Regions from separate parts of the Oryctolagus cuniculus genome. Here all the other regions are linked to region 3. A link is a contact called in public Micro-C data. All regions are on one chromosome and are shown on one strand. Each heading gives the region's core, a stretch centred on a gene start, on an enhancer-like site or on the middle of the called end of the contact. The rest is flanking DNA. Distances are from core to core; before and after follow the strand shown. Region 1 has its middle 85 kb from the start of SERTAD2. Region 2 overlaps SERTAD2 (SERTA domain containing 2). Region 3 holds the start of SERTAD2 (SERTA domain containing 2).

The links. A called contact is a pair of places that touch in the nucleus more often than the background predicts.
Region 1: a contact with region 3 is called in a Micro-C map of ear pinna, with 2.7 times the contacts expected there. The contact joins the enhancer-like site here to the promoter of SERTAD2 in region 3. A contact is called at or near these places in 4 of 6 Hi-C or Micro-C datasets (ear pinna, psoas muscle, skin fibroblasts and 1 more).
Region 2: a Micro-C map of ear pinna shows a contact between it and region 3, with 4 times the contacts expected there. The contact joins the enhancer-like site here to the promoter of SERTAD2 in region 3. A contact is called at or near these places in 3 of 6 Hi-C or Micro-C datasets (ear pinna, skin fibroblasts and an unstated tissue).

Annotation. Positions count from the first base shown.
Region 1 is chr2:137,920,063-137,922,815 of mOryCun1.1, reverse strand. No RefSeq gene overlaps it. Among named protein-coding and RNA genes, the nearest start is that of SERTAD2, 85 kb to the left of the region's middle. Within about 2 kb of position 1,490, at least 2 of the 8 cell types and tissues checked have an H3K27ac peak or open chromatin away from gene starts, as enhancers often do. A contact at or near this core is called in ear pinna, where this site is marked.
Region 2 is chr2:138,110,919-138,113,705 of mOryCun1.1, reverse strand. All of the region lies in intron 1 of SERTAD2 (SERTA domain containing 2), which reads right to left. Among named protein-coding and RNA genes, the nearest start is that of SERTAD2, 110 kb to the right of the region's middle. Within about 2 kb of position 1,340, at least 4 of the 8 cell types and tissues checked have an H3K27ac peak or open chromatin away from gene starts, as enhancers often do. A contact at or near this core is called in ear pinna, where this site is marked.
Region 3 is chr2:138,005,071-138,007,770 of mOryCun1.1, reverse strand. SERTAD2 (SERTA domain containing 2) reads right to left here and starts at 1,343. Exons shown (of 2, transcript XM_008254336.4): 1 at 730-1,343.

The sequences.
Region 1 (2,753 bases), core at 241-2,740, 85 kb after region 3:
TAATGAATACCAATGAAGGCAGAAAGGGAAGAGCTGTCTGCTCAAGGAGCTGCCTAAGAGCAGAGAGAGAGAGAGAGAGAGAGAGAGCATGCGCAGCGTTCACCAGCAGGAAGGCCCAGGCACAGTCCCCTTTCCCTTTCTTAAAGATCAGGGCCAGCTAGGCAGCTCCCCAGTCTCAGGCAGCCAGGATACGTTGGAGACCCCACAAGACCATCCCTGAGTCATCCAGTCTTTGTCACAGCCATCTTTGGTCCAGCCCTGGCAGCCAGCCCTGTCCTCTCCCCAGGCAGAGCCTGCCCAAGAATAGATCTGGTTGGATTCACCTGGACACGGAAACAGGCCCATGTCACAGTGGGAGAGCTGGACCTGGTGGATGTGGCGTGACATTGCTGAAAGGGAAAATCATGACTTCCATAAAAATATTTTTAAATGGGGGCAGGTGTTTAAGATATCACTACCCACATCAGAGTGCCTGGGTTCAATACCTGCCTCTGGCTCCTGACTCCAATTTCCTGCTAAGCAGACCCCGGAAGGCAGCAGGTGATGGCTCAAGTAGTGGGGACCTGGGGCTCCTGGCTTCCACCTGGCCCAATTCCAGCTGCTGCAGGCATTTATGAAGAGAACCAGTGGGTGGGAATGCTTGCACACACTCTCTCTCTCTCTCTCTCTCAAATAAATAAATAATAAACACATGTTAAAGAACTTTATGTTGCTCAAATGATATGACAGACCCAGGCAGAGAGATGTTACAATGGATTCACAGGGAAAAAAGAATCACAAATTTATACAAAGGAATGTGGAGATGAATTGCAGATGAAGACAAAAATGATTTTTTTTCCTGCCAAGTGAGAAGTCAACTTTCTCCCTGACTTGAGCATGTATTAATGAGCTACAATTTACAGAGTTGGGAAACAGCTGAAAGACAAGGAACAGGGTGAGAATCTCACAAGCCTGAAGGGTGTGCTGTGTGAGAGCCACGATTTCCTAATGAAACCCAATGTTTCCCCTTATACTTGTAAAGTTACTAACCCAAGGGAGAGCCTCTGCGTTCGACGGATGCTTCCCTTAAACTCCCCACTGCTTCTCCACCTGGCCTCTGCCCAGCAGATACAGTCGGGGAAGGATAAGCTCCATCCGGTGGGTCTGCAGCCGGGAGCCAGGAACTCAACCCAGGTCTCCCCTATGGGTGGCAGGGACCCAACTACCGGGAGCCATCACTGCTGTCTCCCAGCGTGTGCATTGGCAGGAAGCTGAGATCAGAAGCTGGGGCCAGTTATCAAACCCTGGCACTGTGGCTGCTGCCGGGGGCCGGGTGTCCTAAGAAAGCCTCCGAGCTTTCTTTAGCTCCAAAGCTCTAGAATTCAGGAGCTTAAGAAACTGCTGTTAAGAAATCTTAACTGGCCCTAGGATTGCGCAAGCAGGCGGCAGCCCACAGGTTTGACTCTTTCCTGCCCTACCACCTCAACCACGAAGCCGGCAAGTAAGAGAGCGTCTCAGGGCTTTGCCTTTGGTCGTTTGGTATTCTTACACCCACCCCAGCAGCTGTGGGCGCCTGAGCAACACTCCCCTTTGGTTTGACAGAGAAGACCCCTTCCCCTTGCCACGTATGTTTTCCAGGAAGGACCGCGGTGTACGAGCCAAGGAGACCTCCAAACAGGGCTCAGGGAGGCTGCAATCCAGGCGGGTGGTACACAGCAGACAGCCACGCGCCATGCCGGGACGCACCGGGGCGCGTGCGGCAGAGCGGAGCGCCCCGCAGGGCCCTTGGGCTCGCAGCACCGGGCCTCCCAGCGCACAGGCGGGGTTAGCCCGGGGGCAGGGCCCCTTGAGGGGTTAACGTGAGACTCCGAGGGAGCCCCGGGACGATGCGAGGGCCCCCTCCCTCCCCACCTAGCCGGGTGTCTCCTGCCTACAGACGCAGGAGCAAGAGAAACCGTTTCCGTCCTGAATTGTCCCCAGACTGCCAGAGATGTTAATGAAAGGGCGATTGTGTGGCCAGAGTGTTTTCTTCGGCCATCTGCCCGGGGAACGGAGAGCAAGCCCGGAGGCAAGTCACCAGCTCCATCCCACGACGACACCTTCTGCTCGCTACTGACCCCTCCTGGGGCGAAAGGGACGGCTGGCGCGGGGAAGGGCACTCCTGGAGCCAGCGCCTGTTTCTAGAGGGCGAATCCTGCCCAACCTCAGCCGGCTGCCACGTTCGGGGGTCGCATCACACCTGGGGGCCTCCCCGCCTTTCATCTTTTGCTTGAATCCCCCAGACGTTTTGTCCTGGGACCGGCAAGGTCACCTGGGTGCGGAGAAGCTGGGGTCCTTCTGAGGGGTCCTTAACAACTGTTGATTGATGTCCCACCCAGAGCTGACTCCCGCCAGAAGAGTGACTGACTCTGGCACTGGCCAGAACCCAGTGGAAAGGTCTGGAGGGGCTGCTGGCGGTCGGGAGCCCTGAGGGGAGGGGGGAGTTTGGGTGGGTGGGGGTGGGGCTGTAGAGAAGGGGAGTGGAGTCTAGCGCCCCACCCCCACCCCGCAGTGCACACACCCTCCTCCCCACAAGGGGTTAGTTCTTACTGACCGCCTGTCTGCAAAATGGGCTGTTAGGAGGCAGAGCCGGCGGCGTGGGGCGGGGAAAGTGAATCGTGACTGACCAGGCTGACGGGCGCCTTGGCAGGAGGTGAGCAGGAGTCCAGCATCAGGCTGGCCAAGGCTGGGCCACAGCCAGGTGGTGAGGCCTTGCTCCTCTCCCAGCCTCCTGG
Region 2 (2,787 bases), core at 91-2,590, 110 kb before region 3:
ACTAGAAATTCAGCGGTGTCCTTTTTCAGACCTACGGCAGACTTCACAATTAAGCAACTTGCTGCTTTAAAAGTCAGCTATGTGAAGGTGGCTACAGGTGGGCCTGTGGGGCCCGGGGAGCACAGTAGAGGCCGCCCCTGGCTTGCAGGCTTCAGACAAAAACAAGTTTTTAAAGACCTGAGCGGGCACAGCTGTCTGGGGAAGGGCTCCTCACTCCAAGGGCAGTTTTCAGAGGCTGTCTCCCTGGTCTCACCACTCTGCTGGTGGAAGCGGCCAGCAGCGCCCATGCCAACACTGAAACCATACGCTCGGGTCTCTGCACTGACATCAACCATTCAGAGATACGTGCACACACACGCGCGCACACATGCAGCCCCTCTTTGGAAAAGAAAGGCAGCAAAGGCTGAGGAGAGGCCAGCGGGGGCCGTTTCCTCTGACACCCAGTGCCGCCAGTACCCAAGGCTGTGGGTGGAACCGTGTTCTTTCTGTTTCTTTTGAGGAAGGGGGTGGAAGAAAGCAGCGCCCATGGCACAGTGAACTGTGTGCGTGACAGGCAGGCTCCCGGCCCCAGAGAAGCGGGCTCAGAGCTGGGCCACAAACTGCTTTGAGACAACTTGGGAAAGAGAATATTCTCCTTCCCCTCCTTCCACATACTGGCCTTCCGCCGGGTGGTTGGAAGGGAGAGGCGGCTCTCAACAAAAGGGTGTTTCCCACCAGCCGGGAGGCCCGCCTCTGGGGAAGGGCTCTTCAGAAACCCGGCAGCTGGGCAGCTCGCTCCCGGGCAGGAAGGAAAAGCCCCAGCCTACTTCCATGGGGGTGGGGTGGGAGATGCTGGCTCAGACAACTTTCACGACGGAGCACTGTGACCCCACCCACGTGCTCAGCACCCGACAACCTCCCCACCCCCACACCAGGGAGCACACAAAAGCCACCCTGGGGAAGGTGATGCTGGCGGGGTCGGAACAGGAAGCTACTACAAGCAAGAGGGTCTCCGCTGTCCCTCCTGCAAGAGGGTGCAGGGCTATGACTGCCCATGGCCCAGGGAGTGCCAGCAACAGTGGCAAAGCAGCCCCAGCTTCCAGACACACAGGGTAAGGGCTCGGCCAAGACAGCTAGACAGCAAGTGCTGCTAACCCCTAAGCTGCCTGGGGTCAGAAAGCGTTTTTTTTAAACGCAAAGCTCATCCAGGGTTTTGGAGGTGCCCACAGTAACACCCATGCTAATTGGTAAGTAAGACAAAGCCTCCCCTAACAAATCGGCAATGTAATTATAAAGCCAGTCACTAGAACAGCCAGTTACCCGTGCTCTGGGAGACTCTGAACCTGTAACCCGACACCACTGTTTGCAGCCGGGTGCCGAGGGCCCAAGCCTCCCCCGCCGACCAGGCCAGGCCCGCGGGGCACCGCAGCCGCGCCTGGAGCTCAGCCCCTGCAGCTGCACGGAGACCCACAGGACGACCCTCCTGGCCTCCTCCTGGCAGCCTGCAGGGAAACTGAAACCCCGCCATGTCAACCTCCAAGTCCACTTCAGAAACAACGGCTCTGACTGTACGCGGCTGTTTTCTACAGTTCCCATTTTAAGAAATTCTAGCTTTCTCTCGCAGAATTTTTACATGCTTCTATAAAACTGAAGACAATTCCCAACACTGGTGGTTTATCAAATATGATTCTTTTCTCTGGAAAAATGAAAGAAATTTTAGAGATATTGATAACTAAATGCCATTAGTAAACAAGAGAGAGGAGAGGGGATATTTCACATCACTATTCCTTACGAATTAATTACGGTCTTGTCAGCAAACATTTGGAAAGAAAATCAGGCACTTTAGACTAAATATCAAGTTGTGTAAAATGTTTCTAATCTCCTGTCTTATTGGTACCTCTGCCAGCAGGGAGTTTTAGGTCTTAATCTCAGGTCTATGCAGCCACAGAAACCAGTCACCTTCTCCCAAGGACAATGGAAATGCTACCAATTCTCTTCTTTTATTTGAGGATTCTGGCTAAACGACTGCACACCTAATTAAAGTTAAGGTTTAGTAGAACCCGACAGTTCTGAATTGGAACTTAACAAACACATACATCAAATATGAGCTGATGCTTTGTACTCCGGGAAGGAAAATAACCCTGAACATGTTGATGGAATACGACAGGCAAAATGTCTGTGGCTGTCGATGCTGGGCGACCAGTACAAGGTGACGCACTGTACTCTTCCTTTTACTGTTCAGCATGTTTGGAATTTTCCACAATAAAACGTTTAAACTACGACAAGTCAATACAAACCTTAGAAATTCTATGAAATTAAAAAACAATCACAATAAATTATTTGCACATTCAGTGAGAACCATTGTACTCATTTTAACTGCTAGATTTTTGCACAGAAGAAAGCTATCCGTGCTCCAGGTAAACAAGCCACGTCCAGCACGAGTCAGAACTCCTTTACATTCTGACAGACGCAGCACATCCACAAGGGGGCGCAGCAGAGTAACAGGCGGTGGGAATGCCTTTCTCCACTGCAGTTTCCAGCTACACATCTCTCAGAGCACAAACATTCATATCCAAGACTGCTCCCAAATTCAAGCATCTAAAGGACAATGCTGAAGAAGTTTGGAGGCTTGCCAAGCACAACCCAGAAAGGTTTTGTTGCATGTGTATAAGTAGCATTGATGTTTCAAAAACCATGGTTAAAATCCCTGGAGGATTCCTGAAGTGAGAACACGCTCACACAACAAACACAAACCCATGTGAGGAGAAGATTTGGAGAAGCCAGCAGCTCAGAATTTCCAGTGCGGTT
Region 3 (2,700 bases), core at 94-2,593:
AAATCCTATACAATAACATTGTTTAAAGAGCAATCAAGTACACAAAAGATGAATGAAAAATAATCTATATTTTTCCTATATCCTTAACACACTCCACTGTGTCCAGTGGCTGAAAAATTAAAAAAAAAAAAAAAAGTTCCCTGTTGTAATGCCTCTCAAGAACAGAGGTTAAGCTAAAGCCAAGCGTCAAACTGGATTTCCACCTCTCCTTGCTTCCCTCCAACAGGTTCAAAGACTTCCCAACCTTTCATAGTGAATTCATATTTTCCCAAAAGGGAACCCATGAAACTGTCTAAAATAAAATCGCCAAGCAATGCCACTAAACAACCCGTCTTCCCTTCTGCTCTAACCACGGATTCGAATTAAAAATGCCTTTTGCTTTGCCTATATTGAATAAAAGTTTAACTTTGATGTAGAGGAGAGCGTACCCTTTAGCCAATTCTACACTCTGCAGGTCACAGAGCCTATCGGATCACTTCGCTATCACCGCTCACTCAGCATCCAAAGGCCAGAAAGCATGCCATTACCAATTATTTCATAAGCATTCTAACGCCCCATGGTGCGAGTCTGGCAATACCTAGAAACACAGCAAGGCTGGCGAAGCAGGAGCCGAGGGGCGGAGGCAGCAGGGGAGGCACCACCTCGAGCCCACGCGGGACCCGGAGCCTCCGGCCCCCGGCCCGATCCCCGCCCTCCCCCAAAGTGGACCGGACCCCACCGGGTACTCACCCTTCAGCGCGAAAGTCGGCAGCGGGTCCAGCTCCGAGAAGGGTCGGGCGGCAGCGAGGGAGGGCCCGTCTGGGCCGCGGGCGGGGGCGCCGGTGCGTCACTCGGGCGCAGGACGGCGGGTCCCGCGGCTGCGAGCGGACCGAGCGGGAAACCGAGTCACGGCCGGCGAGGCGGTGGGGAGGTGGAGCGCCCCCTTCCTCATACGAGCCCCTGCCCCGGGGACGCAAAATAAAATCAGGGGAAATAATGGGCAAACAAATAAATCTCTCAGACGACCGGGAGCGAGGCACAGACTTTAATTCAAAGGGGGGAGACGGAGCGAGGTCTGGAGGAGACACGGTGAGAAGTGGCCCCGGGTCTATCCCATGCCTTTGCGGTCCCCAAGCGGAGGAGGAGGCTTGCTGAGGGGAAGTTGCAGCGGTTCCCAAGGAGGAGGAGGAGGAGGAGAAGGAGGAGGAGGAGGAGGAGGAGGATGTTACACCGTAGCAAGTACAGACAGACAGCCATGGATCAGAGGGGCGCAGCGAGCAGGGGCGGCCGCGGCGGGGCCAGCGGCAGCGGGGCGGTAGCACCGCCTGCTCGGCTCGCTCAAGACATTTAATTGGATTGATGGGTTGTGCAGTGACTCACAGACTGTTTTACTGAGTCGTACAGCAATCCCCGCCCCGCTGGACAGGGTAGATGCGGCGGGGACGGGCGGGGAAAGGGGCTGAGGGCGAGCCTGGAGGGGCGGAGGCGCCGGGGAGGGCGAGGCCTTGTAGGGGGCGGGGAGCTGAGCGGAGCCGCCCAACGGCGAAGCCCGCGGCTCCGACGGGCGTGGGAGCCGACCAATGGCGGCACGGCTCGCGAGGCGGCTGGCTTCGCCCCTGGCCCAATGAGTCTTCTGAGGACACTGCCGCGAACCGGGCGGGGGAAGTGGAGTGGGGGGTGGGGTGAGGTGGGTGGACGCTGAAGTGGTGGTGTTGGGGGTGGAGGGGGTGGAGGGAAAGATGAGGCTCTGGAGAACGGCGGAGTCACTCTGCTCTCCCCTCTCCAGAAGTGCGCCTTCTGCCAATCCGAGCGCCGCGTGGGGGAGATGGACGTAAGCTCAAGGCCAATGAGGAGGAGGAGGCTGCCGCGGCGAGCTGAGGGGACGACGCGGGCGGGCCTGGGCCCTCCCCGCGCCCCGCTGCGCGCTCCTCCCTCCCGCCGGGCCTGGGTCAGTCACGCAAATAACAGTGTGAGGGCTGGGGTGGCGCGGGGGGTGGCGCGCGGTCCTGCTGCTGGCTGCGTGACAGCTGTAGGGACTGGCTGTGCTGCCGGCTGCGCGCCGGCGGGAGGCGGCGGCGGCGGCGGCTGGCTCCTTACTCAGCTTGCCGGCGGCAGCTACTGCTGCTCAGCCTCTGCCTGGCGCGCCCAGGGAGCCCCTGTGGCCAAACCCCACTCCAGGAGAGGAGGGGGCAGCCCGATTCGGAGTGAATCGGTTCGAACTTGGCCCGCGTCCACGCGGTGCCCACTCTGAGAGGCAGCTCCGCGTGAGGTGCCGCGAGGCTGTCCTGTGAGTTTGAGGAGGCTGGACGCCAGAGCACGGGAGGCTTGGCAGTGGCATTGGCCTCCTGGCCTGCCGACTTTCTGGGGCAGTCGGGGTAGGTTGTGCACAGGCTCGAACAGCGCCCAAATACTTGGCTTTATGAGTGACTTTATTGAGTTTCTGCAACAGCCACTTCTACCCCTGGCCTGAGCGAAGATGTGGGGACTTCGCTTTTCAAGTGTATATGCACGCCTCAGCTTCCTGCAACACGGCTCTTCTCCCTCTTCCTCACCTTGAACCCTGGTGGCCGTGCTGGGGAGCGCCCACTGCTCCGTGTCCTCGTGTCCTCGCTGCTGAGTCCCAGGAGCCATGGCGCTTCTTAGTGTCTTGGCTACTGCCCAGCAATCATTTTACAGACCTTAACCCTTTCCACGCACTGTACTTGGGAGTAACTGCAGTCA